Regions from separate parts of the Gossypium hirsutum genome. Here region 1 is linked to region 2. The links are chromatin contacts, called in public Hi-C maps. All regions are on one chromosome and are shown on one strand. The core of a region is the stretch at or near the end of the contact, and the rest is flanking DNA. Distances in the headings are between cores, read along the strand shown.

The links. A called contact is a pair of places that touch in the nucleus more often than the background predicts.
Region 1: a Hi-C map of leaf shows a contact between it and region 2, with 5 times the contacts expected there. The contact joins the enhancer-like site here to the promoter of LOC107952222 in region 2. A contact is called at or near these places in 5 of 34 Hi-C or Micro-C datasets (callus and leaf).

What each region holds. Positions count from the first base shown.
Region 1 is chrA02:44,654,551-44,658,290 of Gossypium_hirsutum_v2.1, forward strand. No RefSeq gene overlaps it. Among protein-coding and RNA genes, the nearest start is that of LOC107951143, 5.1 kb to the left of the region's middle. Within about 2 kb of position 1,766, at least 3 of the 9 cell types and tissues checked have an H3K27ac peak or open chromatin away from gene starts, as enhancers often do. A contact at or near this core is called in leaf, where this site is marked.
Region 2 is chrA02:44,255,238-44,258,597 of Gossypium_hirsutum_v2.1, forward strand. LOC107952222 reads right to left here and starts at 1,403. Exons shown (of 6, transcript XM_016887494.2): 1 at 1,033-1,403; 2 at 739-948; 3 at 561-640. The coding sequence starts at 1,158.

The DNA of each region.
Region 1 (3,740 bases), core at 516-3,015, 400 kb after region 2:
TTGTTATTTTTTTTTACTTTTTTTTTAAGTTTTGTCTTTATCTTTATTTATTTATTTTATTTATTATTAATTTTAAAAACTTGAAATGTATATTTGAAATATTTTATAATATATATTTTTAAATTTTAAATATATATATTTGAAATTTTTTTTCTAAATTTTAAAAATTTATTTTTAATTTATTTTTAAAAATTTTAAAAATTATTTTTAAATATTAAATATATTTTTTAATAATATAAAACATTTAAATATTTTAAAGATATGTCCTTTCAAATTTATTATTAGTTTTATAATATTTTAAATGTAAATTTTAATTTGTTTTATACTTTTTTTAATTTATTTTATAATTTTTTAAATATATATTTTAAATATTTTTAAATTTTAAATATAAAATTTTTATAAATTATTAATTTTAAAATTAATTTTAAAGATATTCAAACATTTTTTTAAAAAAGGTTTCAATATGTTTAAAAATAATTTAAAAATCATAATTAAAAAAATTATAAAACAAATTAAAATATACATTTAAAATATTATAAAACTAATAATAAATATGAAAGGTCATATCTTTAAAAAATTTAAATGTTTTATATTATTAAAAAATAATATTTAAAATTTAGAAAAATAATTTCAAATATATATATTTAAAATTTTAAAACTATATATTATAAAATATTTCAAATATGCATTTCAAATTTTTTAAAATTAATAATAAAAAAATAAAGACAAAACTTAAAAAAAGTAAAAGAAAATGACAAAAGTAAAAAAAGTAATAAAAAAACAATGTAAAAAAAATAACAAGGTGGCTGTCAGGCTGGTGGCGCAATTCTAAATGGCTCTATCAAAAAAATTAATTTTTTTACATGGAAGTTGACGTGGCATTTTAGTGGAGCCAAATGATTTGACTCCACTAATTTTTACTGTAAATTTTAAGTTATTTTCATATTTAATTAAAAAAATAAGTCATTTTAATAATTAATTAAATTTTTAAGTTATTTTAATAAAAAAAAACCTTAGATTCTATTCCATAATCTAGCTACAAATCTAGTACATGCATCATTGTCAGCTTATGTAACTCCCCTGGCATATGCTCTACATATCTTTTTGCATTTCCAAAGCAAAACCAAAGAATCTAATTTCAAGCCATGCAATGTGGTGCAACCTTGATCAAATTGCTGTTCTTTTCTTTTCTTTTTTGCATAATAATTTTTTTCCTTCCAATTAAAAAAAATATATTATTTTAGTCTTTTATTTAATTTTTTATCTTTTTTAGACATTGAATTTACTTTTATTCCAAATCACTCTAAAATAGATAGAAAAGTCAGCGTTTTTAACTTTACTGACATGGCATACACATAGATTTCCATGTGGAGGACATGTCAGCATTTAATTAATTTTTTAAAATTTTAAAAATTCAAAAAATATATAAGAATTATTTTTAAAAAGATTAAAAATTATTAAAATTATTTAAAAAAGTATAAAAAATATATATATTTTTTAAATTTTAAAAAATTAATTAAATGCTTACATGTCATTCAAGTGGCAGGCCACATGTATGTCATGTTAATAAAGGTTAACTTTTCCATCAATTTTGAGATGATTTGAAAAAAAATACAAATTTAAGAATTAAAAAATAAAAAATTAAAAATTAAACGAAAGGCTGAAAACAAAGCCAAATAATTGATTATGTTGGTGTAATGTAATGGAATCCCATTCTTCTGTGTGCAATATGTATAGGCTTTGGAGTATTGTGTTTGTATGCTAACATATATGTTTTCAAGAAGTTTGGTTCAGCCCAATTTTAAACTTGGATTAGCCCATTAAATAAAATACAATTCACTCCTTAGATCCAATTAGATTGAAGCCCAATTCCATCCTTATCTATTTATGAGTTAATTTCACTATACATCCTAAAATTATAACATTTATTTTAAATTGGTCCTCAAACTTTAAAGCATTCTAAATATATCTTCAAATTATTGAGGTTATATGAATAAGAGCATTCAATTATTAAAATCATTAATTTAACCATCAATTGAGATCTCAAGTCCTATGTGGTATAGTTTAAAATAAAAAATTTAAAGGAAAAAAAATGACTATTGTAAAAATGGATGTTGTAAATATCTCAGTTTTAAGGTTTTCGAAACTTTTACAAAATTTTAACTATTCACTCTCTGGCATTTTTTTTTTTAGTTTTACTTTATTTTTAGTTTTAACTTTTAAATATTATATGGTAACATTTTACTTTTCTTTAAAAAATTTATTTTAAATTATGTAACATAAGATTTGATATGTCATTTAATGGTTTTGATAATAGAAGAACCTGATTAATATAACATCGATAGTTTGGGAATGTAATAGAATGTTTTAAAGTTTAGGGACTAATTTAGAATAAATGTCACAATTTTAAGATGTTTAGTGCAATTAACTCTATTTATTTATTATTTCTATATTATTTTTCCAAAAAATCTTATAATTTTTTTCTAAAAGCTTCACCCAATTAGATTCAAGCCCAATTTTTTTTCTTTATTGTTCCTTAAACTTATATTTGTTTTGCCCAAAAACACGTATTATATTTTAATTTTTTACACTTCAAGAGAAAAAGATAGCTTTAGTTTCAAATTTCAAACCTTTTCCAATTAATTTAAAAACCCCTTTCGCAATTCAAAACAAACACCAATTTCTGCAAATATTTCAAGGGGAGAAGCCAGGAGTAACAACGGGATTTAAGATTAGAAATATTTATGGGTTGAATTAGGTTAAGTTGCGACTTGATTTAGAAAATTTTTAAATTTTGAATCTAGTTCAATCTAACATGCTCAAATAACTCATTTCACTATTTAAAAAATAAAATATTTAAAATCTATAATTTTATATTAATATTATATATTTTTATAATTAAATTTAAATAAAAATCTTTTAAAAATTACTTATCGAAGACAAAAAATTTTGCCCAAACTTATGACGGCAGACCACCCAATCCATTAACAAGTCTACTCAAGATAAAAAAAAAATTTCAAATTTGCAAAGAGTATATGAACGTATAACGAATTTTAACCTAATTAAAAATGTTAGTTTTGTTTTCAATAAGGGATTATTACATTGATATTCCCAAACTATAATCCAGATGTAAATATAGTCTTCAAGCTTTAAACTATTCTAATTAAGTCTTCAAAGTATCATTACTTTATCAATCAAATTATTTGACCAACTTGAGCATTAAATGTTAATTTGGATAATGATGTAGAGCATATTTAAAACATAAAAAAAAAATCCTCCTAAATTTATTTGAAGTATACTACGTCTTTTATTTGACATATTAAATTCAAGTCATCTATGCAACAAGTATACATTTAAATTTAATATGTTAAAAACAATAGTCTTTTTTAAATAAAGGTTTAGGGTTCAATGGTAAGGCTGCTGAGAAATGTGTCCATATTGTAGTAAACATGTAACTGTTTTCAGCTAATTTAATAGAATATGTTGAACTTTTTTTTTTAGAAAATATGTCGTTTTTCTAAAAATTTACCAATCTATATTGATTTTGGAGAGAGAAAGGAAAATGTGTCCTACAGGGTGCATTTTCACTGCCACATTAGTGAAACGCCCTGTAGGACGTGTTTTCTCTTCAATGGTAACTTTTCCAATGACTACAAGGGCTCCAACAACCATAAAATTTCATCTATAAACCCCTCTAAACTTAATTATTTTCAACCAAATACTTAATACTCATTCTTCCA
Region 2 (3,360 bases), core at 153-2,652:
ATAACTTATAACTTTGTATGAACAGATAAAAAGAAGTTAGATTGCCTTGTTTGAGTTTAGAAATTAAAACTTGAAACTCACAGAAAGAGGCATAACAAGTAATCCGGTAACAACTTACAAGCATTCCAGTTCATTGTCCTTTGCAGAGGTAGACAAAGACTGATGAACATGATTTTACTGTCAAAACATGATTAAACCATAACAATCATCACCCAGATAAGTTCCCGAGAAAGGCAAGGCAGTCGCTCCTGGGAAAGGGACTCGGAAACAATCCTAACCTCTTATCTCATTTCATGAAGATAAAAGGAGACTACCAAGTCCCAACGTAGACCCTTGCACTTACATATTTCAGCTCAATGCTATTATTATCGCACCCAAAATCATTTCTAACAAAGTCTAAGTTTATGTAGATGAAACGTTGAAGTCAATGGACTTTGCACTGCCTCCATTAGACCCAAGGTTTGACATCATTGCAGCTCTCAAACTAAAGCAAGATAAGCATTTTAAAGATAGAATAATTTGGATATTCATTCCAATGTGGTACTCCGTAAAAGTGATACCTGAGGTAAGGAACCAAGTATACAACAGAATACACGGCGTAGCGCCGCTTTCCAGAATCAAGCCAAGCAAAAACCCAGCTCTATCAAATCATAGACCAAAAAGAAAAGTTAGCAATTTAAAACGAAACCCCACTTCCCTCTTCAAAAAAAAAAAAAAGTGAGAATTTCAATGTCTAACCAGCCAATTGAAGTAAGGGATAAAACTAATAATTCCCATAGCCGCAAACCTCGTATCCCCTGCATCAATAATCGAACTACCACCATCTACTTCCCCTGTATCGGCGGCAGGAAGAAGTAGTGAACTCAGCATACAGGCGCCGATTGCAGCCGCAAGGGGAGCATCCGGTGAAAACTCCGCTCTGCATATTCCTCTATTAATCTTCTTCTTCTGTAAAAATCCATAATCAACAACCAAAAAAAAAAAAGAAAAAGAAAATAACTAGAGAATATAAAAAAAAGAAAAAAAATTCACCTTTTTGTGGATTTTAGGAAAGCAATGAAAAGCAGGTTTAAATTTGGGTATTGAAGAGGGTATGAGTGAAGGGTTTAAAGAAAATAAAGAAGCGGAATAGGGTTGAGAAAGGTAAAGGCAGATCATGGTTGGGTGGTTGCAGCCGCAAACATTAGCAGATGAGTGAGGAGTATGGCGCCCGCCTTTCCTCTTTGTTGGTTCCGAGAGTTGAAAGAAAGAGTGGGAAGTTGAAAAGGCTGGGGATTTTGGGAAGGGTGACAAGTGAGAAAGATGGAGGTTGACAACGATTTCAGATCCTGGCCTGGAGTTGGATGTTTCTGCCGATTGCTTTCCTGCTGATTTTTTAAATTTTTGTTCATTTTAAAAATGTTAACTTTGTTTTTTTATTATTAAATAATATAAAAAATGTAATTTTAATTTTTAATGAATTGTATAATTAAGTTAATTGAGTGAATTAATGAATTTAACTTTAAAAAATAATTTTTTCTTTTTGGATTAAGTAATATAAAAAAAGTGTGAACTTTAATTTGTTGGTAAAAAATAAAAATAAAAAAGTTAACTTTATATGTTGGTAAAAAAGTTTATCAATTTAAAATAGTAATTATATTTTTTTTGATAAATAATTGTTTTTAGATAAATTTATGTTTCTTTTGAAATTTTACTATTTAAAATTTAATTATTATATTAAAAATAAACAAATAAAAATATGTCATATAGATATAAATAGGTATATTAGAGTCATAAAAAGTTAAATAAATAGTTTTAAAAACATAAAATTTGAAGTATATTAGTGCAGATAAAGGCTATTTTTAGCCATATTTCACGACGGCGAGGCAGTATAAGGTGTTGGCAACATTAGTCAAGCGGTCATTGTTGTCACACCAACGTGCGGTGGTCGACAGGGTTTCATGTTGGTTCTTGTTTCACAAAAGTCCATTCTTTTTTTAGACTCTTATTCGAAATTAGGGAGTAAGGGGTCGAAAGAGCCTACACTATTGCGAGCTTAACTGGGAGCACGATTGGGCCAAAGCTGAGTGTAGATTTAGGGTTTGTCCAAACAGGTGCAATAAGTGTTTTTGGCAAATTAGAAGTTTTGTTGTCAAATTCTTCTCCATTCGTACAAATTAACGTATCTGCTTTCTTGTGAATTCTGAGTTTGAGTTTCTCTTTAGTTTATCTTGCATTTACAATTATCGAGATTAATGCTCTTTTGAAGAAGATGAAATTCACTGAAGAAAAAGGGCAGGGGTTGTCGATAACAGACAAAGAGGATTTGATACATACTGGCCTAGAGGCTTGGGTGGTAGGTACTTTGGTTTCTGAAAGTTGCTTCAATAAGGAAGCCTTCTTTCGAGTCTTTCAGAATGTATGGTATACTACAACAAAGGTACAATTTTCTTCTTTGCCTTCCACATTAGTATTGATCAAGTTTGGTTCTATTGAAGATAGGAGGAAAATCTTTGAGCCAGGTCGGTAGAGCTTCAATAAATCTCTATTTTGCGATTGGCGGAGTGTATTGATGGTTGCCCTCATGCCAACTATGATTTGTCTAAGGTATTTTTTTGGGTGCGGTTCTAAATGTTCCTCTTACTTGGATGAATCGAGCCTAGCCCTTCAACTTGGGGGTCTATAGTTGAGGTTCTGGCTATTGACTAGAAGGATAGAAAAAGAGGGTTGGGGAGGATATATCCATGTCCGAGTTAGGATGGACATTACTAAGCTATTGTGTAGAGTTTTTAAATTCTAGAGTTTGGGTTTGAATGGATAGTTTTGGTAAACTACAAGAGGCTCCCAAACTCCTCTCATAATTATGGTTTTATTGATTCTACTGAAGAGTATTATTCAATTGTTAATGTGATGTGGGTGTTGGACAATATGAATGTCACATATATATATAATAAGAATATTTTGATGTTATTATTTATTAAGATAGAATGTTAGTTCAAAAAATTGCATACTATACAAATTTCTTTTACACATGATTTATGGATCCAAACACTAAAAATTGAATATTTGTATTTAAAGAAGCAAAAACAAAATTTAGAATATCATGCCTCTATCATTATGTTTCTCTTCATAAACTAAAATAAAGTCGAAAGCTTACCAAAAATAAGCAATCACTTAAAGCCCACAAAAATAGTCCTCGATTAGATAATCCGTTCTTTTTGGGGGGCAGATGAGGAAGAGTTGTGATTGGATTTACAGTGGTTGTTGGAGGAAAGTAATGATTATTTTGGTGGGTTTGGTCTACGCTCACCGCACAAATTGCTAATACACTATATCAACGAAGATGGAGAGGGGGGAAGAGGGGGTGGAGATGAGGAAGGT